6 separate regions of the Mus musculus genome follow, and regions 1, 2, 3, 5 and 6 are each linked to region 4. The links are chromatin contacts, called in public HiChIP or PLAC-seq and promoter capture Hi-C maps. All regions are on one chromosome and are shown on one strand. Each heading gives the region's core, a stretch centred on a gene start, on an enhancer-like site or on the middle of the called end of the contact. The rest is flanking DNA. Distances are from core to core; before and after follow the strand shown.

Region 1 (4,978 bases), core at 2,303-4,802, 870 kb after region 4:
TACAACCATACCTTTGGCACACAGCCTCAGGGAACATACCAGACTCAAATCACAAGAGACCTAAAGAGACTGCCTGAGAGCCCGTGTGCAAGAACATAAAGGCCACCATGTTGTGTGTGCAGCTGCTGAACCTCATTGCTGTGTCACTGGCATCACAGCTGCCTGGCTTTCCTGGGAGAGTCTATAGCAGAGAGTTAACGTCCAAGCAGCTGGGCAGCTGGAGTGCACGGGAGCTCTGTACTCCTGAGCCGTTCCACAGGATTTAAACAGAGTATAACTCTCTTAGTTGTCAGAACGCATGATGTTGGCTGCCTTTTTAAAGGCCCTGAAAAATAATTATTCCTCTTAATAAATTATATAAAACTTTCAATATATAATATGAAGTTCCATGGGTAAAAAGTAACTGAGGTTTCGGTGGCTGTCAAACCTACTGCTCTAAAACTGCTTTACTCGAAAAATCTGGAAACTATTGCAGCCCCAGCACAGAGCGAGGGCACTGACATACACAGTAGCTATGAGACAGTTGATGTGTTCACTGCAAGTCCAGCATGTGGTCAGTGAGGTGGCTCAGGGGTAAAAGTGCCTGTCACACAGGCATGGTACCCACGTGAAAGCCGATGTGACTGCTGACATCATAACCAGCACCCCACAGTGAGACGGGAGACGGAGACAGGCCAGCCAGAAGCCCGAGTGCAGAGCAGCACTGGATACAGCCCTACATACACTGCATACTCTTCTCCCACCCTGAGACAAAACTAAATCTACAATGTAGAGACTGTAAGGAAGTGCCACATACGGCGGTGTGGCTGTTTTACGAGCACTGTGTAGCAGGGAAACCGGGAACCCCTTTAAAACTCACTCCATTTTGAAAATTTGTTACATTGTGTAAAAGGACAGGTTTTCTTGCACTCCCTACGTGTTAACTTCTCGTGTGCCCCAGCACCACCACTGTATTGGTAACCTCTGGGCTGGGTAGTATCCTTGCTCCCACAAGTACAGGGGTCTCACAGGCACTGAGCAAAAAGACCAGAGAAAACACACTTCCCTCAGAAAACTACTTCTTAGGTCCTCACAGAAACCGAGGTGAACAGGCTTCATCTCCATCTCTGGCCACTGCCACAACCAGCCACCGGGCCTGCCTCCCTCCCTCTCCTCAGAACTCATTCTTGGCCTGTGCAAGGGAGGTGCATCACCCTCTTCTCGCAGTGTGAAGACATCCATGTGGCTTGAGTTATGTCCCAGCTCACCCAAAGACTGAGTAGGTCACACAGCAAGTGCCAGCAGCTAACAAAACTCAACAGAATTTCAATCTACCACCCATTCTAGTCCTAACTTCAGAACAGAATCTTAACTCCCACTAAAGACTCAACCATCATGTTTCTTGGATGGAACAGCAAAGACTGCCATGAATGCGATGGCGCCTTTGTCTGACTAGGGTTGACTGTCTCCCAGAACTTCAACAAGTCACGGGGGTTTTCAGAAAAACAGTGTGGTCTTATCAATGCTGACCATCCAAGACTTCCTAAAGCACAGAATGAGAGTTGCTTAGCCCGTGACTGCCAGTCTTCTCAGTCTCCTCTTCACAGCCAAAAGCAGAACACATGGAGCCAGCTCCTGAGTTAGAAGCAATAAAGTGGGAAGTGTGGACTCACGTCTGAGCCTGTGGTGGTAGCCTATGATCCCAGCACTCAGAGGCTGAGCAGGAAGATCCTGAGTTCAAGGAACACCTGTTTACAAAAGGAGGCCCTGCCCTTATCCACTCCCAACCTGGAAAAATGAGAGAAGTGGTCTCTAACCATGTGGCAAGTGGCAAAGACACCAAGCCAAGCACGCTCACGGGCTCAGGGAACCGGACGGACACTGGGGGCAGAGTTAGAGCCACCTTCACACTTGCAGGGCCAGGGGTGCTGCTCCAGACCACGCAGTATTATATTAACTAAGCATGTATCAAAGGCTCAAGTGAAGAATAAAAACCAAAGACAGAGCTAAACTCTTCTGGAAGCCACACTGGAAAATCGAGAAAACCAGAAAATGCAGATTAAACTCATCGAGGCTTTGAGTGAAAGCCACCTTCCGACACAGCCTCGTGAGGATGAATCAGCCGTGCATCTTTCTTAGGTGCTGTAGTCTCCAACATCCCAAATGCAGGCTTTGTCTTTCCTTTAAAGGTGTTAAATGCCTTCTTGGGATGACTCATAACCTCTCCTAGCAGCACCTTGTGTTCACTGGCTTTCTCTAAGACTGCAGATCAATAAATTCGAAATTCTTTAAAGAGAATTTTACATGGAGAAAAATTCTACTTTAATTTAGGATAAGTATTTAAGTATCCCTCCTAGATAGAGGCATGGTGCTCACGCCTGTGACTCAGTCCTTGGGAGTTAGCTGGAAGCAGGAGGATTTTTGAGCTTGAAAGGAGTCTAGGCTACATAGTGAGTTCCAGGCCATCTTGGGCTACATACAGTGTAAGACGGTCTCAAAAAGCAAACACACAAACAGCACCACAACATCCAAGTGCAGGCAGAAGGGGCGCATATCTACATACCTATAGATCTCTGGATAGGCTACATTATTCTTCATAGCTAAACTTGTGAAATACATACGTCTTGGACACTTAACTTTTCTTTTGGAGGGTAAAAATAAAACTCAGTGAAAAAGCAGAAATTATAGTAAATAAAGTTTTAAAATAACACTCCATTAAATCACCATCCACACACTCAAGCAATGCCAAACAGTAACCTAACAAGTTTGTATCAGGCATGGACCAATCTTAAAGCCACAGACTCATACACGACACTAAAATGATAGCAGAAGCCCTCTGTGTAAAAGAGGGAGAAACACGGATGACTTCTGCTACAGGATCCTCTGTTTTGCAAATTGTCAAAAACAAAAACTGAGTGCCTGACTTTGTTATGTGCATGTATGTGTACATACCAGTGCTGGCTACACCAAGTGTGTGTGACCTTGCCCGTGTGCCTGTCAATGCTGACTACTTTGTCTAAGTGGCTTGACCTGTGCATATGCATGTTAGTAGTAGCTACACTGTCTGACCTTGTGTGCACTGTGCACGTGTGTGTGTGTGTGCATGTGTGTGTGTGTGTGTGTGTGTATGTGTCAGTGCTGGTTACACTAAGTGTCTGACCTTGTGTGCACTGTGCATGTGTGTGTGTGTGTGTGTGTGTGTATGTGTGTGTGTGTGTGTGTGTGTGTGTGTGTGTGTGTGTATGTGTCAGTGCTGGTTACACTAAGTGTCTGACCTTGTGTGCACTGTGCACGTGTGTGTGTGCACATGTGTGTGTGTGTGTGTGCATGTGTGTATGTGTTTGGAGGGAGCTTGGCATGTCTAAATTTTTGTAAAATTTTAAAGTATTTACTAAAATTTAAAATAGTCAAGATTTTATAAAGTTTTTACAAGAAGCCAGGCATCAGTAATGCATGCACATAGTAAAGAAAGGTGCTTTAATAAAGCCATCTGTCATTACTGATACTCGTGAGCCAGGGGAAAGAGCATCTTTCTCCCGCTACACGTGTCCCTTAGCTAGCACTGGGAAGCATTAGTCCCGTGCTCCCACACACATGCAAGCTCTCCCTGCAGCATCTGCTGCTAATTGAAAGGGACTAGAATTACAAAATCCTAGTCAATTTCTCTCCAGCTCTTGCTGTGTGTAAAGATTTTCTATGCAGGGGCTAAGCATTAGTCGTCCACTACAGCTGATGGCTAAAGACCAGAGAGAAGGAAACACACGGGAAAGCATTTTGTGTCCAGCATTATATGGACTCAACTGTGGCAAGAGAGACAGCTAAGCTTGTCTTTTGTTAGCTAGGTGCAATTCCATTCTGTAAATATAACTAGCCACCTATGAAGGCCTATTAACATCCTAGTTAGCCCAGTTGTCTATGTCCTCTGTTGGGGCAGTCTCCTTTGATATAACTTCAAAAGTAACTGTCAATATTATACCAATTATGTCTTTATTTCTGGCTCCCGAGCATAGTTTCTGGGACACAGGAGGCACCTGATAAATGTGTGTTGAATACATAATCCAATTGCATCTCGGAACACTTCACTCAAAGCATTCAAAGCACCCACAAAGAGCCGAGAATATTTGTTTTAAGAGCCATGATCTATCTCAAGTCCTCTGCACTTTTACGCCTTGTAGACTATGAAGTTTAAATGACATCTGATGTTCCCACGGTGGCAAGTGGAACACAGATTAGAGAGGATGGCAGTGGGAGTCACTCAGATGCTAACTGTGGCACTGTTAGCAAGTTGATAGTGGCTTCGGCTGGGCAGTGGAGTGGCACCTCTCACAGTAGCTGCCTCTGGGTGACAGCTTGCTCTGCTGCATGTGGCACGGGCCTGTGAAACGTGAAAAGGTCTAGTGCAAATGCCAGGCAGAAAGAAAGAAAGCTGGGCCAAGAGAGGCTCCAGCCTTGCTTCCTGCCTTGCTCTCCTAATTCAGTGTGTGTTAGCTAAACTGCCCCTGACTGCTGTGGGGTGGAGAACAGGATAGGAGCAGGAGCCGAATGGGCCGGCTCAGCTTAGGCCCCTCCCACTTAGGTCTGGATTTCTCCTAAGGGTGATGTGGTTCTACACTTTCTTGAATTATCTGCATAACTAGGTCCAAAACGCTTGGTTTCACTTCATCAGCACTCTGGGGCCAACAATTATTTGTTCAAGGTTTATAGGCATCACCCCACGCTGTTTTCTTGGGAGATGAAATCAGAGCGGTGTGTGCCATGTCATGTAGCATCTGGATGACTGATTCCTAGGCTACACAGCCTTGCTTCCTCCCGCAGCCCACACGTCTCGCAGAGAAAACCAACAGCATGCTCCATTCTGCACTGATCATCTCACAACAACTCTGCTCTGAACGGCCACCGGGTGTCATGGTACTCCCGACCAAAGCCATTGCCATTGATGGATGAGGCAAAGGCTAACTGGAAACTGAGGACAACAGGCACAGCTCTTCCCGCTGCTCTG
Region 2 (4,959 bases), core at 737-3,236, 770 kb after region 4:
CCTTCTTCTCTTAGGCTTCATATGGTCTGTGAATTGAATCTTGGGTATTCCGAACTTTTGGGCTAATATCCACTTATCAGTGCATACATGCTGTGTATGTGCTCATTTGTGACTGAGTCACCTTACTCAGGATGGTATTTTCAAGTTCCATCCATTTGCCTGCGAATTTCATGAAGCCATTGTTTTTAATAGCTGAGTAGTACTCCATTGTGTAAATGTACCACATTTTCTGTATCCATTCCTCTGTTGAAGGACATCAGGGTTGTTTCCAGCTTTTGGCTATTATAAATATGAATACTATGAACATAGTGGAGTATATGATCTCTGTGTTCTCTGCTGTTATTACAGAGCAAGAGGTTGAATGACTCATAAAAATAGAGGTTTGCTGAACCTCACCATTTGGGGGGTCTCTGTCTGGTCACATGACCCTGGTATCTTCTTGGCTTCTCCAAGGGACCTCTTGCTGCTTCACCACACCAGGAGCGGGCACAGGCATGTGTGTACGTGAGACAGCCTGTCTTTCAGTCAGCAGTTCTCAACCTGTCATAGGGTTTGCCCCACGGCCATCAAAAATCACAGCTATTTACATTACAGTTCTTAACAGTAGCAAAATTACTGTTGTGAAGTAGCAGTGCAAACAGTTTTACGGTTGGGGTCACCCAGCATGCGGAACTGTATTAAAGGGTCGCGGCATTAGGAGGGTTGAAAACCACTGCTTTAGAAGGACTTATTCTCTGGAAGCAACCAAACAAGCGCTGAGAAAATGAGCTCAGTCCACTGAGAAATGCGTTAACCCCTCTTACCACATCAACACCTCCCACAGGCTGCCCTTCCCAACACTGCTGCCATGATGAGTTTGGGAGCCAGATTCAAACTGTACTGGGTATCAGTGGGGTGCTGGAGAGGCGGGGCTTATCCATGAACCAATGAGGCCTGACTATAGAGGCGGGGCTTATACATGAACCAGTGGGGCCTGGCTATAGAGGCGGGGCTTACTCCACAGAAGGGGGCCCTGCTCTGCATCAACAGTCACAAATGCCAAGCTACATGAGGGACCCAAAATGTCCAGTGCGGTCATTTAACTGTTTTTGCCCAGTGTTACAAATGCAAAGCCCCAACTTTGTCGGGATACCTTCCCCAGCACTCAAGCATCTCACACCTGTATTCCAGAAATACACCCCGCTCCACCACCACCACCACCACTACCACCCCCGGGCTTGGCACTGGCAGGTTCTTGGGGATATTGCAGGGGCGGGATTCCCTAACAGAGGGAAATGGCTGTGCCCAGTCATATAGACAGCAGAGAAGAGCCTGTGCGGACAGAACTCAATAGAAACCCATCAAGCTACAACCCTAGATGTGACCTTCACAGCCTCCTGACAGCCAGCAGCAGGACTTCCCACCTCTGATCCTGCTCTGCAGAGGCGGGAGGGAAAGACAGTTTTTATCAGACCACCTAGGCCAAGCCTGCCAACTTCTCCAAAAACCCTTTCAAAGGAAGAAAGGGAAGGGAAGAAAGGACTGAGAAAAGAGAGAGTGAAGGGGAGTGGAACCTGTGTCCCAAAAAAAACCCCGCTACTTTCTGAGCCGCGTGAATTATTTAGCAGACAGCTGAAAGGACTAAACTCAACAGAAGAATACAAACCCCAGCTTGCACCGCACACACCTTCCCCAAAGCCCGTGACAATGAAATGTGTTTTATGCCCCAGATCAACATGCCAGGGAAGGAGCTTTGGAGATAGATGCCCACTGGGATCATTAGCCCTTTATCTCTCAACCCTTGCCACCAGCATCAGATCCCTGAGCCTGGGCAGCCCAGGGGGAGACGGGCTGAGAAGTGTCTATATTGTAAAGTGTTGGTTAAACAACCCCACCGCATTCTTATTTGCTGGAGGTTTTAGGGAGCAGATGTAGGACTGGCAGGGCTGAGAGCTGGCGATGTTGCTCCAGCTCACTCAGAGCCAACACGCACAAACACACAGAAAAGAAAGCTGCATTTGGTGCGTGTGCCTGGGCGCGCGCCGCCTCGCCCCTGCACCGTCCTCCCGTCCAAGGTTCCTCGGAGTCCGAGCTGACCAACCCAAAACCAGCTTGGGCGCGGGCCAAGAGAAGTATGAGTTCCCCCAGAATCTGCGTGTGGGTGTCTCTCTGCGAGAGGGCTTGCTGCGAGTCTCCATGCCTGCAGGCACAGGGGCTGGGCAGGCGACTCACCCACTGCAGACTGGTGCAGTGGTTGCTAGAGAAAGGGCGGATGAATGCAGAAGCGACTATAAAGGCCAGCGGCAGCGAGGCAATGCTGCAGCTGTCAGGCAATAACTTAGATAGTTACGGCTGCCATCACCTAGCTTGTGCGAGCTTTTTAATATCTTTTGGCAGCTCTCGTGTCACAGCACAAAGGGAGAGTTGGCACTTCCTAGCACACTTTGTTTGACATAACTGTAGGCAGGACCCAGCTGATACCTTCAGTGCTGGGGATGGGTTTGCTCTTAAGGTGCATTTGATCAGATCAAATGCCAAGATCCCCCTACCTCTCTCCCTCCTCTCACGGCTGCCCTGCTTCTGTGCGGGGCACATGACACCCCTAAATCACACATTGGGCACCAGATCAGATGGATGGGAGGACTCGGCAGGCGTTCGGCATAAGGCTGGCTCCATAAGCATCCAGCAAAGGAGAAGAGAATCAGTTGGGGAACACAGCGAGATGCAGAAAGGATGGAAAGTGGTCATGGAACGTCCTCTAGCCTTGGAGAGAGACAGTCCTGCTTCGCCCCTACATCCAGAGAATTTGACGTCAATCACTGCACCACCATCTTGCTTCCTGCTCTGCACTCTAATCCATTGCCTGGCCACACATCTCCTCCCCAGTCACTTGGGAGCCTAGTCTGTTCCAGACAGCTCCCTCCCTGCACATCACGATTCTCCTGAGGACCAACAACTAAGAAGACCATTCGCAGCAGCTGTTCCCACCACAGTGACATCTCCACCCGGCGGGCTTCCCGGTTAGTGAGAACCATCATTCATCATTCTAAGATCCATGGAGCTGATGGGCGTGAGGAGAGGACACAGAGGATGAGTGTGGGAAGGAAGTGGAGAGGGGAGGGGCTCAGCCCGGGTAGGAGTCCAGTTATAGCCTCAGTGCCCAGGCATTCTGGTTCTGTCCAATGGATATGTCTCTGTGTTCCTCTCTAGGCAGTGGCTCTGGAGGTGGGGGATCACCAGGAAGACACAAAAGGAAAGTGTGTGAGGTCCATCAAAGCTGAGAATGAGCCCTGCTATCGGCTTTCCAATCGCTGTGGCAAACCCTGGTTAGGGAAAGCGGTTATTCTTGTTCACACAGTAGACGGATCCAGGTCATGACAGGTTGGCCTGTTTGCTTTGGGCTTGGCAGGACCAGGAGCATATCATGGCCGGTGCACATGGACTTCATACCATTATGAGCCAAGAACCAAAGGAGAAAAAGAAGAGACCCAAAGTCCCCTTTTGAGCGTACCTCCCGCTGGTCTAACACACACACACACACACACACACACACACACACACAAACCCATCTATTAAAGACTCTAACCAAAGCACTTTCCTGGATCCCAAGCCTCCTGCTCATAGATCTGGGGACACCTAAGACTCAAACTATAGCAGCTCCCGGCTGTGTGCAAAATGCTGCAAACCAAACTGCTACAAGGGAAGATGCCCTCATCTCGGCTCGGTGTCTAGATGAAGGCAACAGCAGATCTGAGTCTTCCTACGCTCCGGAAGGGAGCACCTGGCCCAGCCTCTCCCTTGGCTTCCAGTTTGTGCGAGCTTTGGTGTTCCTTGACTTGTAGATACACCTCTCCAACCTCTGCTTTCATCTTTATGCAATGTTACAAAGACATATGTAGGCTTATGTATGTGTGTATGTGCATATGTGTGCATACTTATGTAGAAGTGTGTCTGTGTATATGTACGTGTACAAGCAGATTCAGATGTTTATATGTGTGCACATCTTTATATACACATATGTGTATATGTGTGAATATTGTGTATTTATGAATGTGTTATATATGTATATGTATGCACACATACATAGAAGTGTGTCTGTGTACATATATGTGTGCAGGTGTAACATATGTGTGTGTGTGTATGTGTGTATATATGTAGGCCTATGGGGAGGAGAGGGTTTTTGGGTTGTTTGGCTTTATTTTGGTATTTGCTCACTGTTTGAGGGGATACTAGTCCATCATAGCAGAGAAGGCATGGCATTAGGAGGCTCCAGTCCTGTGCGAGCACACAATGAAGTAAGACTCGTCTCCCCACATCTGACAGACCAGGAAGTGGGACCAGCTACAAGAAAAGATATGTCCCTAGTGATCCACTCCTCCAATAAGGCTCCCTCTGAGAACAGTGGTGCCATCTGGGAACCAAACCAGGACGGGGCCCAGCCCACTCCACTCTGACCGCAATGCCTCTTTGCAGGGTTAGAGCTTCATCCAGTGCTGCTGGATTGCAATGGACACCACACAGCTACGTTAGATCTCATTTCTAACCCTTCTACAGTCCTGCAAGGTAAGCATGTTACATACGATAAAAACAAGACCCAGAAAGACCACAGAACTTGCTAAAGACACCTGATGTAGCCTCTCCTTGGCAAGGGTGTGGGGGCTGGCAGCTGCCATTTCTTCCCTGGGACCCTGAAGCCCCAATGGAATGAGTCCTTCCTCATCCTGTGTAGCTTGACCTGGCAGGTTGAATGTGGTATGGAACCCTGGTGGCCTAGGAGGTGCAGTTGTGGGGTGAAGCAGGGCCCGCCTTGCTTGGCAAGAGTCTCCACCTGGCCCAAGCTCTGACAGACAAAACACTGTGTGTGTTATTATCACACAGTCACCTGGCCTCCAGAGTTATCAGTTACTAAATAATGAAACACAACGAAGCCTGCCTGCTACATATCTGGACTCCATAAATGTCAGCTTTCTCTTCCTGCCT
Region 3 (4,693 bases), core at 1,757-4,256, 890 kb after region 4:
ACATGAATAATCCACACCGGGTAATAGAATATTGACCATAATTACATTCATCCTACTGACCTTGTTCTAAATTATTATGGATTATTACTACGCAAGTTATTTTGTTCCACACCAGAGGTGGCTGTATTTCGCTATCAGATGACATGACCTCTAATTCAATAATGTCTGTAATGCACTGGTATCCTCAGATAAAAGCTGTCTATAATGTCTGAACAAAGGTGAATTAGTTATCCAATTCACACACGCAATTAACTCTCTTACTACCTGTGAGCCGTGGAGCCCCTCTGAATCCCCTATTAAACACTGCATGTGGGGTCTTCCCTCCATCTCGTTATCTTGTGCAGGCTCCACCATAACAACATTAGTACCTTACTGCCCCCCACCAAAAACCTTGCATTAGTTATCATAGGAGACATCATTCCAGAAGGCAGTGTCTCTTTTTCCTGAGAAAAAGGTATTAAATTCAAATGTTATGTCTATTATAAAAATAGAGTATTTTCATAGAGTATTTCATTTTCAATATACAGTAAGGAAGGACGCTTTCTACAGTAAGAGTAGAAAATAATTTATATTTTCTTCATTATTTTAAGAATACCTGTTTTAACACCAAAAGGCAATATGTGTTATGTGAATTTATTTTCACATAAACACCTAAATAAAGTCACCTAAATAAAAGGATATGTATTTAAATTCAGGTGCTATCAGGCAACACGGACTCATCGAATGAGTGCCTTCTGCCACCTGTGCTCCAATGCGGCTGAAGGCGGAGCCCAGGCCTCGGCTTTGTACCCATGCTGATGCCAGTGAAATGCTGTGTTCATGAGACGCAGATCAGAAACGAGGCAATGTCAAATGTTAAGCAAACACCCTTGCGTTCCCTCTGAAGGAAGCAATTAATTAATTCTGCAGGGGATGCTTTTTTTAGTCATCTAACGTAAGTGTAGCTTTTTAGTGCAGACAAGGGAACAGAATTAAATCTCTAAATAAAGTCTCGCTCTCTCGGCGCACACTGAAGCTCTCATTCTGTCAGTAAATCTCCTAGCAAACTGCACGAATGAGGATTGTCCCACAGGTCAGTGAGTGATGCTGGCCCATCACCTGGGTTGTCCTGTTCCCTCCAAACTCAGAGCAAGGAGGCTGAGCAGGAGTCAGGAGACAGAGTCCATGCTCATGAAATGGCAGGCAAAGCAACATCACTAGCACTAGCACTCGGCACAGGCGATGCTCCTCACGGCCAACCCACCTTCGGCGCGCTGCAGCACGAGAAACACCGATTCCTCCGAGATGATGTACGTGTGCAGACACACCATGTTAGGCACACAGCGGGGGATGATGGTCTTTCTGTTCCTGCTGCACTCGCTGCTTTTCCTTAGACCCTGACAGAGAACAAAAAGGTCAGTTGTACCCGTGGTTGCCTTTGGAGCCTGCTGTGCTCAGTGTTTATCAACCAAACTAATCTATCCGAGTTACTCGGGGCTCGAGAAACCACTCATCTGCTGCTCTGTGCCCCTCGGTCCCCAGAGGCTCCGCTGATGGCATCTGGCGTGAATCCAGACAGCAGAAGATGCCACAAAGCTGCCATTAAAATCAATTACGTGGGTCAGTGTTTTTATTAGCGATGCTCTCAAACTAAGTCATCAGGATGACACACGGTTATTTCTCTGTGACCTCTAAGTTTGATTTTCCTTGTGTATGTCTTTAAGGCAGCAGCCAGTTCGAGTCACATTCTCCAGACACCAGGGGTATCCTGCATGAAGCAGCAACTTTTAAATTCTTTTCCAAAACACTAATGACAAATCACCAAAAGCACAAGATTTGGGCATTCTGGTGTTCCACGCAGGTTTTAAAACGCTAGGTAAATACCACTGGGTGTGGGGGCATGGACTGTTCATAAAGAGTGGCTATCTTCACACACGTCAGTGTGACCTCCTGTCGTGCCTGACCAGCAAGAGAAAATGGATGCTCAAGACAAGCCACCTTTTTGGACGCTATGGGATGTTTAATCTGGATATATTTAGAATACATACTATTGCAAACCATCCCAAAAACAATATCAAAACTACAACTGTCCACTTAATTATGTACTGTATCTGCACTAAAGACCAGGCCCAGACACAGCTACTTGCTAAGAGTGTCTGCAGAAGTCAGGTTTTAGGAGTTGTAATCAGCTCAACTGAAGCCCATGGACCCCCATGAACCGGAACAGCGTATCTGGAGCAAATCCTGAGGTCTGTGCATTCAGATTACACATTCTCTAAACTAAGAACTTTCTAAATGGAAGCTACACCATATTTATCAACTGCAAACAACAGAAACACTGACCACTAAAAAACATAAAACACTCAAGTGCCATGTAAAAATATTTTTCTTTCAAAACTATGTTTATTTTTGAAAGTCAATTTTTAAATTCACTAAACTTACAAATTCTACTTACTTTTAAAATGAATGTCTGCTCTGTCCTTGTATCCATTACAAGTAAAACCTAAGTAAAAGATACAATTAATAAATTTAGCAATATATAATGAAACATTAGTCTTGAATTTGAGAGACAAAGAATCAGGTCCTGGTTGTGATTCTTTCCAAAATTATAATTTCTGAAAAGACTTTTTTAAAAAAACCTTACTTGTCCCAAAAATTTTATTACAATTTCCTTTTCTAAAACTGCTATAGCATAGAAACATCACTGTGCTTCCTAGATTTATTTTTAAAATATGTTTCTTAAAAGTGCAGCATGGTACACACGAAGCTGTTGCAACTGGAAGTTGGTGGCAGACGGCAGGTGCAAACAAGGCCAGCCTTGAAAGTGGGAAAACCCCAAAACAAGGTGGCAGTGGATGGAGTGCACAGTCAAAGAATTTTCTCACATGGTGAAGAGGAAGTAATTGCATTAAAATTGATAAAGTGGCAACCTTCTGTGATCTTTAAGCAGCCCACTCTAACAGGTTCTCGATAACTGAGACTCTAGCGCCATCTCAGGCATCCTGTGGGTACTCCTCTACTCTGGACCAGAGCAAATCCTACTGACTCCATAGCTAAGATCTGTCCTGCCCCGATGCCCCACCCCAACCAGAGACTAGCTCTGCCCAGCTGACAGCCAAGGCGTTGTGACAGACCCCCAGCTTCCCCCGCACACTGCACAGCTCTGTGGTCAAAGAGACCAGGCAAGGCTTCATTTCTAAGTGTGTTCAGATGTATCACTGTTCCATGTCTCTGTAAGAACAAGACAATCAGTACATGAACTTCATTTCGCACACTGCCCCCTTGAATGGCCACCCCTGACAGCCTAAGAGAAAGGAACGAGGATAAATCTTACCACATCTACAGCTTATTTTTGCTAAATACTATGGCAGAGATAGGCCACAAAGACCAGTTAGCAAGCCTATGAGTGTCTGCCACTACCTTTCTTTTGGCATTACAGAGGCTTGCTGTCACCCTCTCTGACAGCCTCACACTGTCTCACCTGCACTATTTAAACCAGCTTGTGTGCTAATACAATGCTATTCACACAGACACCTCACAAATGTCCTGCAGAGACCCCAAACCCAAGCTCCAAGTCTCTCAGTTCTCCAACTACAAAGCCAGCAGCCAAGTCAACCAAGGAGCTGCACCTCCTGGGCCTTCCTAGCCACCTCCTGCTTCTTCTCCCTCCTCATTTTACACATTTACCATGTCCGATGTGGGTAATCAGCATTGGCTACCGCCTTGTTCCACATATGGCTGACATGAGGCCCTGGGTGTGATGCTATGATGAAAGATGACCAGGGCGGCCACCATGTAGGGCCGCCGCTCTGAGATGCTCTTACAGAGTTCGTCCAGGGTCATGACTGCCGTCACTATTATTGCAGCTTCTCTACGGAATATTCCCCCAGCCACTTACTCAAACAACTGTTCATCTCTCCATATTTAGCTCAAATGTCAATCCCTCTGTCTCTCTTATTAATACTGATGGCTCTTCCTTTGTCCTCGCATTTATATTGTACTGACTTCTATTATAGCATCTCAAATTCTTCAGTTTAGTTTCATTTGCTCATTTGTCATCTCCCAAACAGATGTCAAAATCCTTATGGGAATGTCACAGACAGTGTCATGGTCCCCAGACATACTCACACCCCACTCAAGAGTCTGTGAGCAGACTCTGCTGTGGTAGAAAGGACAGAAATGATGGAAATGGGGACCACCTGGGTTGCCCAGGTGGGTAATGTTGAATCACATGAATTTCAGAGTGGCATGGTAAAGGGTCTTCCCAGTATGAGAAGGAGCTGACTAGGATGTAGACCCACCCACATAGGCAAGAACCAAAGGGGTATAGCTGAAACTTAGAGAGAGCTTGAGAGGAGCAGGCAACATTTAGAAGCAAAGAACAGCCCTGAGCTAACCTAACCACCAGCAAGGGGACAGCTCATTCCTCCAACTGTGCAAGCAGGGCAGCTTGTTAGCAGTGTGAGTGTGCATAGAGACAGGTCCTCCACACACCACAGCAAGGCCTCTGACTAGGGTCTTCAGACAGCTAACTCCGCTGTGATCAGCTCTGCTGACAGTAGGGTAGAAATGGTGTTTGTGTTTTAAGGACACAGCTGGCAGGTTCAGTAAGAACACAGAAGCTAGGCAGCAAGGTGTCAATGGAGTTTGGAAATGAAGTCAGGACTGAGGGTTTATATCTGAGCACCCCCCACAAAGTCACACGACCACAGTA
Region 4 (4,914 bases), core at 1,218-3,717:
ATGTGTAAGAACTGTGTGTAGATGTTAACCAGGGACCAAAACACGTACACAGACATATGGGCAGGTGGGTGGGCAGGCGTGCATATGTATGTATATATGAGGGATAGCTCTCACCTAGAAGTTACTTATATTTTTAGGAGTTGCCTTCTAGCAGCTGAGGCAAAATCTGCATCTTCCCAAATGTCACCTACCAAGCTGAGAAAATGTGATACTAATTTAAAACTGCCAGAAGGGGGAATAAAAAAATTCCTGGCACTAAGAATCCTATTTTGTAGAGAGCTTAAAAAATAACATTCTACCATTATTTCTCGGTTAATATAACATGCTCACTCCTGGAGAAATAGTTTTTCTTCCCAAGTGAGTTAAATTATAACATAGTAGATGTGGCATGAGACCCCGGGAGGCTCATCTATCTTAAGTGATAATACTATACTTCTAGCACAAAAAAGGACAGCGCAGCTTTTTTCTGGGGGCATGACACATGAACCGACACGCACCCCACCTGTAACATGCTCCTGAAACTCCACAGAGCTGTGCATCCCCCCCTTTAATACACAAGAACAGGTCAGGCCTCAGTCACACACAAGTAGGAGATGGAGTAACACAGTCTTAGAACGATCTAGCAAAACTAACCAGATTTTACGGCAACCACGGGATGCGGTACGAAGATTTCTCTAGGTGCACGGATCTTGTGAGTTTTATTTCTTGGGCAATATTTTAGTTGAGTTCCAAGTTCTGACTGTTACATAAGCCAAACAGAAGAGATTGGTTGACAATGGAATGGCAGCCTGGGGGGCCCAGGAGAGGGAACTGAGGCAAAATTAGTGACATTAACAAATGTCAAGGGGAGTGGGGGGTTAGCTGTCACAAATGACAGGATTCCTGAGGCTGGGTGATTTGTAAGGGTACTTCTGGAAGCTTGTGTGTCTTTGTACAATCAGGACACTCCCAACAGGAGAGAAGCACGCCTCAGCTGTCAACGCAGATATTTAATTTCAGGAGGAGAGAACTGGCCACGAGTCCCTACTACGCACTCCGCAAGGCCCACGCCTCTCACCGCACACCAAGCGCCAGGACCCCTGACGGAGGCCCCCTCTGTGCTGGGTGACCCGCTTTGCTCCTTTACTGCAGACACCCACACTGCTGCAGACTCCCAGCCACAGCGAGGCTCAGAAGATCAAGGGACCAGTTGCAGCAGCCTTTTTAACTTTGGGAAAACCCAATGCTCACTTCACTCAAACGTCGCAAAGTGGTGCCATGACCCTTTAGCTCTTGGCTCGCCAATTCAAAGAGGCACATCACATACAGCCCTTCCGCTGCCCACGGCACGCTTCTGCGTCTAGTTCCTTTCCAGGTCCCCCCCAGCGGAAGACAGTTCTGGCAGGGAGTCCGGCCGAGATTACTCTAATATGCAACCTTTGTCCATTCTTTTGTTGTCTTATTGTAGAACGAGGCGCACGAGTCTGGGAGGCTGAGAGCTTCGTGGAGTGCAGGACTGGGGGCAGCCCGCAAGAGGTACCTGCAGAACCCCAGGTTAGCTTAATCTAGCCCACCATCTCCACTTCAAAGGTGATGACACTGACCTTCAAAGCAAGTCAGGCAGGGTTCCTTCCTCAGGCATCCACAGATGGCCTGGGACAGGCTCAACTCCAAAGCCAGACCCCCTACCTCAGCAAACTTAGGAAGCAAGGAAGTGGGTGGGCGGGACGTGTCAGTCCTGACAGGCCAGGCTCCAGCCCCTAATTAGTGCCTTGTGTATACACAGCTACCCTTCCTCTCTGGGCTTTAGTGTCCCAACAGTAAAATGATCTCTTCTCGGCCTTTAAGATAAAGTGTGTCTGTAAAATGAAGACACAGGGTGGGATGGGGGAATCCCAACGCACCTTCCTGATCCGCAACTACCTTAAGGCTTAGCATGTGGCCGTGGATACAGCATCTACACACTCAGGACATGTATGAAGTAGTACAATCAAATATTCTCCCAACAAACTGTGTCCCCTCATCCCAATCCACGGAGCCCAGTCTCATAGGCGTGTCTGTTCCATAGCTTCCCTCCTCCAGAATGACCGGAAGCGTCCCTGGCTGATCGGGTCATCACTCCCTAGGGGGTGGGGGAGCCGCCCATCTCAGGACAGCTCGGGAGGCCTCGGGACCACAGAGAACCTAAGCTAGAACGGACACGCGTGGGGCGGCGCAGGTCCGGCTGCGGGGCAGGCCGTGGCTCAGCGGACGCGGCGCACGTGGCTCCGCGTGGCCCCTCCCGCCCGCACGGTCCCCGCGTACCTGGCGAAGCAGCACTCGCAGTGGTGGCCCCGCTCGCCCACGGTGAGCACGCAGGCGTAGGCCGGGCAGGAGAAGAGGAGGTCGCCCACGTGGAAGGGCCGCAGCGCGCGGAGCCCCCGGCCCTTGCCCGCACTGCAGAAGCGCTCCAGGCCGCCGCGGGCCTCGGCGCGCATGCTGGCGGCGCTGCGGCTGCGCGCTGCGGGGCACGCGCGTCACGGGAGGGAGGGAGGGAGCGAAGGCAGGTCTGCCGCGGCCGCCGGCCTTCAAGGAACTCGGCGCTCTGCTCGGGGCGGGTGCTGTGCCCTGGCCGCGCCCCGGAGCGCGGGGCGGGAGGGCGGTGCGCAGGGCGCGCGCACGGGAGTCCGCCTGCACCCGCCAGGCTGCGCTGCCCGGTGAGGAAGGCTGGAGTCCCAAGCCACCCAGGCCACCACCCGCTGTGCCCGCAGACAGCGTCCCCACTAAGATCCCGGGTGGTGGAGCAGGGAATGAATGAGTGTGGTTTGCAGTTGAGCTGTGCGTGCTAAAAAACACAGTTCTCACCTCCCAGGGAACTTAGAGAGAGTTCATTCTGGAGCCAATAGGAGGGGTCATGGCCAGGTTTGGGTTACCCCAAAGTCTACGTTCCAACGTTGTAACAATTTGATTAAAAAAAATTCCATAATAACAGAAAAAGAAAGTCATAAATCAAGACGTCAAAAATATGTCGGTGGGACCCCCCAGGTAGGCTGGCTGCAGAAGGGAGGGAACCTCAGCTACAGGCCTCAGATGCAATCTGACTGCACTCTCAATGTATGGCTTGATTATGTTCCAGGCGGTTTTACCTGTTATTCACGAGCTGGTAGGTTAGACACAGGATAGGCAACGGGTAGCTATTAAGGGAACTGGAGAGGGCCCAAGGAAAACTGCCAATAAGCTCCAGACATTGCAGCCTCTCCGCAAAGGTTGAAGTTCAAGTCGGTTAATTAGCTTTGCAGAAAGAGGGTCAGTGCCAGCTGCAGGTTTGTTTTTTTTTTCTCTCCAGCTTTCGTTCACAGGGCAAATCATAGAATGGGGGATTTGGAACCCGTGAATAAAATTTCTTTAGTGATAATATGAATAAGCCTTCCTCCAAGGAAAGGGCACCGTGGGTATGGGTTCTTTGGCCCATTTTTATTTTTTATTATTACCCTTTTTTTTTGTAAGTATGAGTGCATGTGTGCGAGCATACCCCTGTATGTGTGCTGGAAACATGTGTAGAGGTCAGAGGGCAACTTGCAGGAGTGGGTTCTCACCTTTTACCACATGGGGCCTGTGTCTGATTTGTCTGTCAGGTTTGGTGGTAGGTGCCTTTATACTCTGAACTATCTTGTAGGTCCATGTATCCATTTTAGTAACCATGGACATCACTGGACTATAAACTTGGACAAAGTGTAGGCCTGGATCCTTCAATTCCACGTAATAATAACCCTTCATTACTGGGTACCATTGAGCTAATGTGCTTATTTAACACATCTTGCTTACCTTAAAATAGGTGTAAGATTTGGGAAACCCTCTTCCATACCCTACTCACCTGTGACAAGCAACATTCTCAGGTAGGTTTGTGCCTAGAGCCCACTCTGCCGTCTGCTGGAAGCATTTTCTCAAATCTTGAGACTTTCTAAAGATGCCCACCTATGTAGATCTGCAGCGTGTTTTTTTGGATTCATTTTGGCTTGCTTTTTAGCATTCTGATTTGCGGAAGGATATCTTAGCAGTACAAAGAAGAAAAGACATAGAAATAAACAAACAACATGTTTGTAAACTCAGTACATGGTTTACTCTTCCAAGAACTCACTGCAGAGTTTGAGAAATGTGTTCCATTACACACACACACACACACACACACACACACACACACACACACACCTTTCTCCTACTGCGTGTTTTGTTTTGAGACGGGCTGGCCTCAACCTCCCTAAGTACCAGAGAATGACCTTGGGTTTTGAATCCTCCTGCCTCTGTCTCCCTAGTGATGGTATTACAGATATGCAGCACCACACCCAGTCCCCCGGGGCACTGGGGACTCAATCCAGGGCATCTCAGGGCAGAGGTTGAGTGTTACCGGAGAACACTGGAAAACAAGCAGCTTCATTTCAGAAAAGTCGGGATGAATTCGAATGACTGGAGCCGGGGCAGTGAGGCAATAGCTGTAAAGTTAGGAGCCTCCCGTAATGATAAAACCCGTGCTTAAAATAAATGGTCAAGGCGCGGCTCCCAGCCAGCCGGGGCAGACCGATGACAGCACCCTCCATGCATCTCATGCTTGCCGCTCTGCCACTCAGCGGTCTCACATTCCATGAAGGAAGCTGTCTGGCTGCCAGGGCCCGCCTGTGTACCAGCTCCTCTCCCGCTTGTCCCATGATTTGGGAAAAATCGGTGTTAGAAAGATTTGGGATGGCTTCGCCTCGCGTTGAAATACGGGCAAGGCACAGGATGAAGGCCCCCTCTGCTTAACCGCCTAAAAGATCATCTAATCCATTTGTAACGCATCCTTCCAGCTGCAGATTAACACGTGGAAGAAACAGCTCTGGGCTCGGAAATAAAGCCCTGGCAGAGGGGCCAGCAGGGAACACGCCCCGGCCCTCTGTTGTTCCTCTATATGTACTTTATCTG
Region 5 (4,549 bases), core at 899-3,398, 960 kb after region 4:
GTGCACACATATAGAAAAAAGTACAGAGAGACAGGTAAGCATACACATATATATGCACACACATGTAACTATACCAACATGGCATGTAAATTCACAAGTGTACATAGATGTATATAGACATGATGTGCAAACACACAAGTGTATACATGTGTACCCAGGCAGATGTAAAGATACACAAGACACGTAAATAGTTAATACCTACTCCACTCATCTTACACTTGAGTACATCTGCTTCATGTAATCTTGCTCAGCATGGTCCTATAACTCACCCCGTTTTTTATAAAACTACATCTAAGCATCACATGAAGTAGACTACAACCCAGAAAGAAAGTGAGTAAGCACACCACAGGGAGCTACAAGCACGATACAGGCTGTGAGTCTTGCTGAGGACAAAGAGAAGTGGTGGGAAGGGCAGCCATAGGTACTGGATACAATATACACACAACCTGTCAACATCAACCCATCCTCACAGGGACCCTCCTAGGACATCAGCCGAGTAGCAGGCTCACCCTCCACTACCACTGCACAGAGCCCTATGCCTCTTTTGGAAGTGATACAGGGGAAGTCAAAGGTTCCATGAGCCGCCTGCCTCTGGGTGTGGATCACAGAGATCCCAGTCTCGGTGCTATTAGAGGGCCTCAGGTGACTTGTTAAAAAGCAGCTACCGGCACGAAGGGTTTATTTAGCATCCCAGTCCACCTACCTGCCCTCACCTCTGGGCTTTGAACTGCTCAGAGTCATACAGTAGAGCAGAATCTGCCTAGGACACCATCTCTGAAAGACGGGCCTGGGGGAAAGGTTGAGCTGCCACACACAGGAGCTTTACAGTATGAGCCATCAGAACCCCGCATTTGAAGACCAGCTGCACAAAGAGATCGGTCTCCTTTGACAACAGGTGGCCTCTCGTGGGGGACTATATATAAAACACATGGCCTCGTTACTATCAGCTCATCACCTTCACTCAACTCTATAGGTCAAACATTGCCACACTCAACCAAAGGGACTTTCTACTTGTCCCAGTAGCAACCACTCCTGCTTCATGCACAAAAAAAGCACCTAGCCCAGAACCAAGATGACCCAGAAGTGGATGGCATGCAGATCCATGACTCCGAGAAACAAGCCCTTCATAGGGGAGGGGCTCCTGCAGCCCCATACCTAGCTGGGGAGCGCACAGCACCAACTGGATGGCGCAAGAGCAGCCATTTTTCTTTAGTAGTGTAGCCATGGAGAGAAGCCTGTGCTTCAGCCATCAGCCCCACACTACACTCAGCAACAGCCATAACAACACTCGACACTCCGTGGTCACTGGATTTAAATAGGGAAAGCAGGGAGGAAATCTACTTGGAGAAGGGGGAACAGCGAGAAGAGGGAAGGAAGAGCGGGATGGAGAACATCACATGCATGTATGAAATTGTCAAAGGACACTTTCTTTCATGACAGGGCTTCTTGTACAGTCCTGGCCGTCTTGGGACTCACCGTGTAGATCAGGCTCACCTCTAACTCACAGACATTCACCTGCCTCTGCCTCCCAAGTGCTAGGACTAAAGGCATGTGCCACCACACATGTCAAAGAATACATTTTTCTAAAGGAAGAAAAGAAATGGGTCCTTCTCAATATGTCTGTGAGACAATCCCTAAATCTAGAGCTGTGTGCTAGTCCCAAGTCTGGTACTCTACGGCACACTAGTGAGCTAGCAGCAGCTCCAGGCCAGGAAGAAGCAGCCTTTGACGGTTCCTAGGTTAGCAATGTGCCTGTGCCTCACCCTTGAGAAACCTCAGAGTCCCACAGACCCTACTGAGTATCTATTAGGAACAGAACAGACTTCAAATGACAGCACCAGTCCCAGTACAGGCCAGCACCAGTCCCAGTACAGGCCAGCAAAAACACAGTGAAGTGCTTGCCCGGTTCCCCTTGCACTCAGAGTCGGTTGTTTCACTGCCCATTTGTTTTGTGGGCTCCAGGTTCCAACTGTCACCCTACACACGTGTGTGTAGATGTACACACAGGTCCCTCTGAAGGGCATGGAATTTCCCTAGAGCCGGAGTTATGAGAGGTTGTGAAGCCGTCCAATGTGGACTCTGGGAACTGACCTCGGCAGCTGCTGAGCCACCTTTCCAGACCCGCCCTGACCTCCCTACACTAGAATGTGCTCACCATCCACAGCAAGTCAGAGGTCAGGGACTTAGCAAACACCTAGCAGCACACACTTGACCACAGTCAAACCCCAATGTTTAACTGAAAAGGAAAGTACTCTGGAACATCCAATGTCCTTCTAATCCGAAACCCAAGTGACCAAAACAAATCATGACCTTTCAATTTGGCCCACCCTGCCACTAAGTTCTAAATATCCAGTGTTACCCATAACAGCCTTGGGGTTTCAAGAGTCACTGCAAACTCTCTGTGCCTTCTCTTCCCCAAGCAGCACACACACACACACACTGACACAGCGTACATGTGTCACACACACTGACACAAGGGCACACACACACTGACACAGCGTACGTGTGTCACACACACTGATACAAGCACACATGTGTCTATCTTTTTTTGTGTATTTGTTAGGCTTTCCTTGGTTTTGGTTTTAAGAGAGAAACTCTGAGGAAGTCTTAAACTCACTATGTGAATTTGGCCTTCAATTTCTGATTCTTCTGTCTCAATTTCCAAGTACTGGGACTACAGGTATAGAGCACCATCCCTGGCTGAATTGTGCTTAAATTAAATTTACATAAAATTAAATTCCCTATTTAAGATTTACCACTGAAGAAAATGTAACTAGTCAGAAACTGTGAACAACATGAGTAAATAAGTACTTAAAAACAAAATATAACTCCTTCAAGCTGAGAGACAGGGACCTAATCCAGTAAGCCACAGGACTGAGGGCAAGCCCAGGCCTAAGATCTTAGTTTCCACAGCGCCACCTTGTGGACATTTGTAAAATAAAATCCTACCGCAAGTGTAACCTGCTTTAGTTAGACTTTCTATTTTGTCACAATTTACAGCACTCCACACCACAAAGACTTTAGTCTTAACACAGACATGTCTCTAATTACACAGCCAGCATAAGGACATCCACATTTACTTTAGCTCTGCCTTGAAGCACAAATTTTAAATTCACTAAATAAAAACAACACAAAGAAAAAAACACACACACACACACAAGGGCTTTTTTCTTTTTGTTAATCCTCCATGTATTTGTGTGTGTGTGTGTGTGTGTGTGTGTGTGTGTGTAGACACAGATGGCACAGCACACCTGTAGTCAGAGGACAACCTTGAATGTCAGTCCTGGCTTCCACCTTCTTTGTACTACCCCTGGCTAGCTGACCTATAAGCTTCCTGGGACTCTCCTGCCTCCACCTCTCATCTCAATCTCACTGCAGGAGCAGTGGGACTGTACCTGAGCACTGGGGATCTGAGCTCAGATTCTCCCATGTAGATGTCAAGCACTTTACCAACAGAGACCTTAGTCTAGCCTTATACAAGAGGTTGTTTTAATCAAACTGAAATAACTATACATCTTTCCACTTAATCCTCCAATGTTTTAAATAAACAACACCATCAAAATGAACGGCTTAGCAGCAAGGCACCTGTATCTCAGAAGCAGGCCAGCAGAGAGAGAGATGCTCCCAGAGGCTGTAACCCATGTCCATCACCATCAAATGAAGCACACAAGCTTCAAATGGAAAGAAGATGCTCATGAACAGTTAGGTGTCCTTTCATCTTTCAGAGACTGACATCTAATTGCTCTCAACAAAGTAGATAGCAAGGAACCAGTCTATCTTACGTAGGACTGGAAGATGGCTCAGCATTAAGAGCATGTGTTCCTAAAGGTTCGGGTCCTAGCTCACAACTGTTCAGAACTCCAGCTCCAGAGGCTCTGACACCCTCTTCTGACCTCCCATGGCATCATGCACACATGTGGGTGCACAACACATATGCAGTTAGAACACTCATATACATAAAATAAAAGAAAATCTTTTTTAAAATAATTTTAAAGGAAAAAGTTACTTTTTGTCTGAAAACTTAATTTTATTTCACACTACAGTAGATGCCAGTTTAACCATCGAGTTACTGCTTACACAATCTGGAAGAGGGTTCTTTCTTCTACTGTACTACAGTAATCTTAAAACAAAAACAGAAATTCTGTTTTCATGCTTCCATCAGTACGTTCCTTTTGAAGTAAACTAGAATTTGTCAGTTGTATATTCAAGGTGCAAACAACAACAGAAATAATGATCTCTCGGCATCCAGCTCTGTCTGGAAGTGAATGTCTCCAAAAGCTGTGAGCTCAGTCCCCGAGTCACCAAGATGAGGTCATCCATAAATGCACTCCTGTGGGAGCCGATGACTTAGTCCGGCCCTCTTCGGTCTGGATTTCTACCTTGGCAAGTGTTGTGTTTTGAATGTAAATGTCTCCCCACAGGCTCATTGTCTGGTCAGCAGTGCTAGGTTTTTTGTTTTGGTTTGGTTTTCAGGATTTTATTTATTTTATATGAGTACACATTGTCACTGTCTTCAGACACACCAGAAGAGGGCATTAGATCCCTGCAT
Region 6 (4,703 bases), core at 534-3,033, 920 kb after region 4:
GGCTCTCACCTCTTCAGAACAGGATGCTGTGTGGGACTGAGACACACCATGTCATTCCGATGGATAAAAGACTCACTCGCTCTCTCTCTGTCTCTCTCTCTCTGTCTCTCTCTCTCTGTCTCTTTCTCTCTCTCTCTCTGTGTGTGTGTGTGTGTGTGTGTGTGTGTGTGTGTGTGTGTGTGTTTAGAGCTGACTATTTGGGACTGGATAACCACAACTTATGGAAATTCCCTGGGGAAGATTCTCCCTCTCTCAGCAGTCGTTCATCTAGTGGTAGGGACTTCCCTCATCTACACTGTCACCTGGTGCTGTCACTGTGCAGTTCTTGTGACCTTAGCTGACCATACTCCTTCAGATTTCATAGACACAGCTTCCCTGACATATAGACGATGCTACCTCATAGCAGACTTCCTGCTCTTCTGGCTCAGTCTTTCTCCATCCTGTTTCACAATGTTCCTACACACACACACACACACACACACACACACACACACACACACGTGCATGCTGGAGAACCCTGCTAGAAAGGTTGCAGTACCCCATGACCAGATGGCTCTGAGATTAGTACAAAATGGAGGACTCCGTTTCTCACCTGGGAAGAGTGTCCCTGAACACAGGTTCCTGGCCTTATCAGAAGAATGACCTTGTACAAAGAAACTTAACTCAGCACCTGCTCTGGCTTCCAGGTCGCATAATAATTAGATACTGTACTGTGTCCAATTAGCCCTTTCCACTGTACCCCTAAAAGCCTTTATACACCCTAATCCTGAAACAATAATGTTGAGCTGTCTCATCAAAGCTGATCCCAGAACTTAATCAGCTGGCACTCACAGCCAACTGAACCCTGACATTACCCCACCCCTACCCCTATGGATCCTTGTGGACTAATGTCCAATGGCCTGTGAGGAAGGGGACACACATACACTCACACACACACACACACACACACACTCACACTCACACACACCAAGATCAAACAAGGAAATCACAAGTACATGCCACACACTTGTGAGATGATGTCACTCGCAAACAACGCTGTTCTGGTCTCCGGTTCTGCACACCCAGGCTGTGGCTAGGCTCACTGTTTTGGACTATGACACACACCACCCACTCGTTCTTCACATTCTAGGTAATATTCAGCAAGCTCTAACTTAAACCTCGCTTTAGCATTTGTTAAGCTTCAAACTCAGCTCTATTCAAAGTAGTAAGCCTGTCGCCTGTCTTACACGCTCACTTGAGATCTGTGCCGTTATGGAATATTTGGCTACAGCCACACACAGTCCCAATAATTTTGTCATCAAATCACTGCTTTTTAAACTTTTGGCTTTTCTGCCACTTTCTAGGCAGTCTCCATAGTAACAGAGAAATGAGGACTACAAGCCAGCACTGAAATGAACTCCTGCTGCTGATGGTGGGCCACTTCCATGGAAACTACGAGCATGAGAGAAATCCCGGGAAGGTTTCAGAATGTACCTTCTATATACAGACAACATGATTCCTCACTCGACCCCTTCAAAGGCAGTGGTGACTGACACACAGCAGCCATGGATGAAGACCAGCCCTTGAGAGAACCCTGGACTAGAACACAAAGATAAAGCTGCAGCTCTCCAGAATAGCCCCAACTCATCGTGGTGTTCACAGAGCGGTTCAGACAGGTTTTAGTGAGTAAAAATGATCACAGGCATTGTCACTAGGCTTTGGCATTCCAAGGAGAAAGACTCCCACTATTCAAGACTGCCGGTTAGTCCTGTCACACTGACTGGGTTGACTTTCTGGATGTCTGTGGAGGTGTTTCCAGAGATGACTGACTTGTGGAGCAGGGAGCTGAGGTGGGAAAGAGGCACTCTGCATAGGGCACTGAGGACTGAAAGCAGAAGGGGGCTTGCACAGCTCCACCCTTCCCAAGCAGGGGGAGTTTCCAAACTCTAGATCCTCCAGCCTGGATGCACTCGGCAACTCACCAAGGACCTTCCAGGAAATGTCGCTGGCCTTTCTTGTCCCAAGCTGCCTGGTTTATCAGCCTGCTGTTTTCCTGGGCTCCCTAGCCTAGAGACAGCATTGTGTCTACTCGGACTCTGACAGCATAAACCACTGAGCACAGCTGACAGTCACATGTGCACATCTTGGCTTTAGGAAGCTTCTGGGGGACCATGACAAATACAGTCACTGTCCTGTCAAAAAGTGGAGTTAAATATAAAAGGAAAAATTAAAAACTGCATTTCTCTGGACACCAACTCTGATGTTTTACAGAATACATGTTCTCTGTATGCTAGACTATGGGAATACTCAACTATGCAAGAATCAGGACCACTGGGCACCCGTTCATCAAATTGCACTCTACTTATTTTATTTAAAAAAATGTATTTCTTCTCTCTTATAGCTGAAAATAAGAGCTCAGGATGGGAAATGTCTTCTCAGTTACAGAGTTAATTTTAAGCTCTACGCCTAAGCCAGCTTTGTTCTAATTTGGAGGTGAGGGTATACTCCAAATGCCTAAGTGTTAACACTGGGCCTCAGCTGCTGGGTGCAGCCTCTGGGACGGCTCCTCCTGAGGCTCTGCAGACCCACAGTGGATTCACCTCGTGCCTGGCAGAAAGGCTTGGAAACGAGGTCTAACTGGAGGGGAAAGGTCACTGGGCTGGTCTTCTTGGGTGCTCGTCTTGTCCTGGGTTCCTCTCTGCTCTTCCTGATCCTTGGCTGGTTGTGAGGTGCGAGGCTCTGCCAATGCCCCCAAATCACGCCTTCCAGCCTCAGGCACAAAGCAATGGACAGCGACACTGGACTACAGCTTCTGAGACTCTAAGCCAAACTGTCCCTCTGTGGCATCTGGCACAGAAGGGAAAAGGCAGATGAACTTAAAAATTGATTGTCCTGTTTGAGTAGAACAAGAAAAAAAAAAGTGTGGAGAATCACAGCAAGCAGGCAACAGAGGAAAACAAACCTGAGCAGGCGTGCACAGCATCCCATGGCAAGGTGCAGTCAGACACCCAGGCTGACAGACAGATGAACAGACATTAGAGCTCACAGCTACATCCTCACCATGAAAGGAGCCCAGAAGGAATATGAAGAACCTAATTCAAAAGCCACACTATTAGATACATACCAAAAATAAATCTATATTTTGATGTAATTCTAAAAAAAGAAAATTGTCCTAACAGTGTCAGCATGAGAAAATGGTTCCTGCAGGGGAGAAACCCCTCTCACCTGTGGTGCCACCCCAGAACTTACTTGGCAATCAGAGTCTTTTCTCACTTATCTACCAAGGAGCAAAGGGCACCTTCTAAGTCACACAGGAAACAGAACCCAGTCCCACCCGCACCAGCGGCTCTTCCACTCCAACCTCCTGCATCCACCCTCACTGGTTCACAAGAAAGCACTGAATGTAGAACTGGCAAGCTCAGATGTCTGGGAGACGGCTGTCCAGATGTGCACCTCTCCAGCAATCTCCTGAGCCTTTCAGGGTGTCCTAGCCAGATTCTCAGCACATGCACAGAACCTGATACCCACACCAGCCTCTCCTGAGCACATCCTACCCATGAGCTAGCGTGCTCGCTATCTCTCTCTCCCTCTCCCTCTCCCTCTCCCCCTCCCCCTCCCCCTCTCTCTCTCCCTCTCTCTGCCCACACAATGGCCTCAGGCTTCTCTGGGCTTCCTCACTCCAGCAAGGACTTCAGGCCAATCTGTGTGCACTGTGGTGAGTTCTGTTTGATGCTTTTTCTTTGCTTTTTCTTTTGTTTTTGTTTACAACTGGGTCACAGGAAAGAATGCTCCTATTTCAGATGGCCTTGGAGGCTACCGTTTTAAGTGATGATTGACTATATTTAATGATGCTTTGTTCTTCTCAGGGATAGCCTACCATTTCCACCTTATGTTAAGTGTTCTGAAAACAAAAGGCAGCCTTGAAAGAAGGAATGATTTACCCATCTACATGTCTTGCAGAAGGCGAAGCCCACAGCACTTCAGTGTGTGACAAGAGCCGGTCAGTCGGGGAATCAGCTTTGTATTTGTACTGAGTCAACCCCCTATCAATGTTGTTCTCAAAACCAGTTGTTAAGTGACCTCCAGAAGTGAAAAAGTCACCAAAAACAGTTAAAGCAAAGGTCCTAACAGCGCTCACTGCCTCCTTGGAATGCTTCCCTGTCAGCCACGGCTCGCTAGGCTCCTGTGTGCACTGGAAGCCAGCACCAGCAGGTCCCGCGCTAACCGCCACCTGCAGAGCCACTCCAAGATTCAACCATTTCTCTCTGCTCTTTACCCTTTACTTATTTTGTAATTTTTAAAGGAGAAAACCAAAAGACTTTCGTTTCTTTCAAAATGCTGGTCTTGTACATTGCTGGTCTTGTACAGGATCCCACACCTGTAATCCCAGCACTCAAGACACAAAGGCAGGTAGATCTCTAGGAGTTCAAGGCCGGCTGGGTTGGGTCTTTTTGTTTGGTTTTAAAACAGGGTTTCAAAGACCATACTGGCCCATGATCTTCCTCCAAAGACTAGTTTTACACGTGTGCACCACTGCATCCAGCTCTTGTTTTTCTTTGTTTTTAAAATGAAGTCTTGCTTTGTGACCTCATGCCTCAGCCCCTGAACACTGGGATCCTGCATCAGCCACACCCAGACTCCCAGCATATACATCTAGGCATGGATCACCACACCTCACTAAAAGCTGGCTCTGCCGGGTCCTGGCCTGTCCATTAGTTTCAATG

Evidence for each region. Promoter capture Hi-C pulls out the DNA fragments that hold promoters and counts their contacts. HiChIP or PLAC-seq counts read pairs in DNA pulled down with a chosen protein or histone mark.
Region 1: a contact with region 4 is called in a promoter capture Hi-C map of hippocampal neurons, with 7 times the contacts expected there. The contact joins the enhancer-like site here to the promoter of Smyd2 in region 4. A contact is called at or near these places in 9 of 39 promoter capture datasets (the 3T3-L1 cell line, cranial neural crest, frontonasal cranial neural crest and 5 more), 3 of 484 Hi-C or Micro-C datasets (the AML12 cell line, cortical neurons and liver) and 10 of 115 datasets of contacts at active chromatin or transcription factors (cardiomyocytes, embryonic basal ganglia, embryonic forebrain and 7 more).
Region 2: a contact with region 4 is called in an H3K4me3 HiChIP or PLAC-seq map of forebrain, with 4 times the contacts expected there. The contact joins the enhancer-like site here to the promoter of Smyd2 in region 4. A contact is called at or near these places in 5 of 39 promoter capture datasets (the 3T3-L1 cell line, cranial neural crest, hippocampal neurons and 1 more), 2 of 115 datasets of contacts at active chromatin or transcription factors (astrocytes and forebrain) and 1 of 9 other capture datasets (embryonic stem cells).
Region 3: a contact with region 4 is called in an H3K4me3 HiChIP or PLAC-seq map of the SCID.adh cell line, with 9 times the contacts expected there. The contact joins the enhancer-like site here to the promoter of Smyd2 in region 4. A contact is called at or near these places in 10 of 39 promoter capture datasets (the 3T3-L1 cell line, 3T3-L1-derived adipocytes, cranial neural crest and 6 more), 1 of 484 Hi-C or Micro-C datasets (the AML12 cell line), 1 of 115 datasets of contacts at active chromatin or transcription factors (the SCID.adh cell line) and 1 of 9 other capture datasets (embryonic stem cells).
Region 5: a promoter capture Hi-C map of liver shows a contact between it and region 4, with 4 times the contacts expected there. The contact joins the enhancer-like site here to the promoter of Smyd2 in region 4. A contact is called at or near these places in 8 of 39 promoter capture datasets (the 3T3-L1 cell line, cranial neural crest, hippocampal neurons and 4 more) and 4 of 115 datasets of contacts at active chromatin or transcription factors (craniofacial prominence, embryonic forebrain, large pre-B cells and 1 more).
Region 6: an H3K4me3 HiChIP or PLAC-seq map of forebrain shows a contact between it and region 4, with 6 times the contacts expected there. The contact joins the enhancer-like site here to the promoter of Smyd2 in region 4. A contact is called at or near these places in 5 of 39 promoter capture datasets (the C10 cell line, cranial neural crest, embryonic stem cells and 2 more) and 7 of 115 datasets of contacts at active chromatin or transcription factors (the SCID.adh cell line, embryonic forebrain, embryonic stem cells and 4 more).

What each region holds. Positions count from the first base shown.
Region 1 is chr1:190,787,324-190,792,301 of GRCm38.p6, forward strand. The region is part of intron 12 of Rps6kc1 (ribosomal protein S6 kinase polypeptide 1); the gene reads right to left. Among named protein-coding and RNA genes, the nearest start is that of Gm39738, 29 kb to the left of the region's middle. Within about 2 kb of position 3,553, at least 7 of the 459 cell types and tissues checked have an H3K27ac peak or open chromatin away from gene starts, as enhancers often do. A contact at or near this core is called in hippocampal neurons and trophoblast stem cells, where this site is marked.
Region 2 is chr1:190,688,630-190,693,588 of GRCm38.p6, forward strand. No RefSeq gene overlaps it. Among named protein-coding and RNA genes, the nearest start is that of Gm38452, 39 kb to the right of the region's middle. Within about 2 kb of position 1,987, at least 12 of the 459 cell types and tissues checked have an H3K27ac peak or open chromatin away from gene starts, as enhancers often do. A contact at or near this core is called in forebrain and hippocampal neurons, where this site is marked.
Region 3 is chr1:190,807,640-190,812,332 of GRCm38.p6, forward strand. It overlaps Rps6kc1 (ribosomal protein S6 kinase polypeptide 1), which reads right to left. Exons shown (of 15, transcript NM_178775.4): 9 at 2,435-2,482; 10 at 1,244-1,376. Among named protein-coding and RNA genes, the nearest start is that of Gm51740, 10 kb to the right of the region's middle. Within about 2 kb of position 3,007, at least 10 of the 459 cell types and tissues checked have an H3K27ac peak or open chromatin away from gene starts, as enhancers often do. A contact at or near this core is called in the SCID.adh cell line, where this site is marked.
Region 4 is chr1:189,919,824-189,924,737 of GRCm38.p6, forward strand. It overlaps Smyd2 (SET and MYND domain containing 2), which reads right to left and starts at 2,468. Exons shown (of 12, transcript NM_026796.2): 1 at 2,284-2,468. The coding sequence starts at 2,456.
Region 5 is chr1:190,878,708-190,883,256 of GRCm38.p6, forward strand. All of the region lies in intron 5 of Rps6kc1 (ribosomal protein S6 kinase polypeptide 1), which reads right to left. Among named protein-coding and RNA genes, the nearest start is that of Rps6kc1, 31 kb to the right of the region's middle. Within about 2 kb of position 2,149, at least 12 of the 459 cell types and tissues checked have an H3K27ac peak or open chromatin away from gene starts, as enhancers often do. A contact at or near this core is called in liver, where this site is marked.
Region 6 is chr1:190,845,203-190,849,905 of GRCm38.p6, forward strand. All of the region lies in intron 6 of Rps6kc1 (ribosomal protein S6 kinase polypeptide 1), which reads right to left. Among named protein-coding and RNA genes, the nearest start is that of Gm51740, 27 kb to the left of the region's middle. Within about 2 kb of position 1,784, at least 18 of the 459 cell types and tissues checked have an H3K27ac peak or open chromatin away from gene starts, as enhancers often do. A contact at or near this core is called in forebrain and liver, where this site is marked.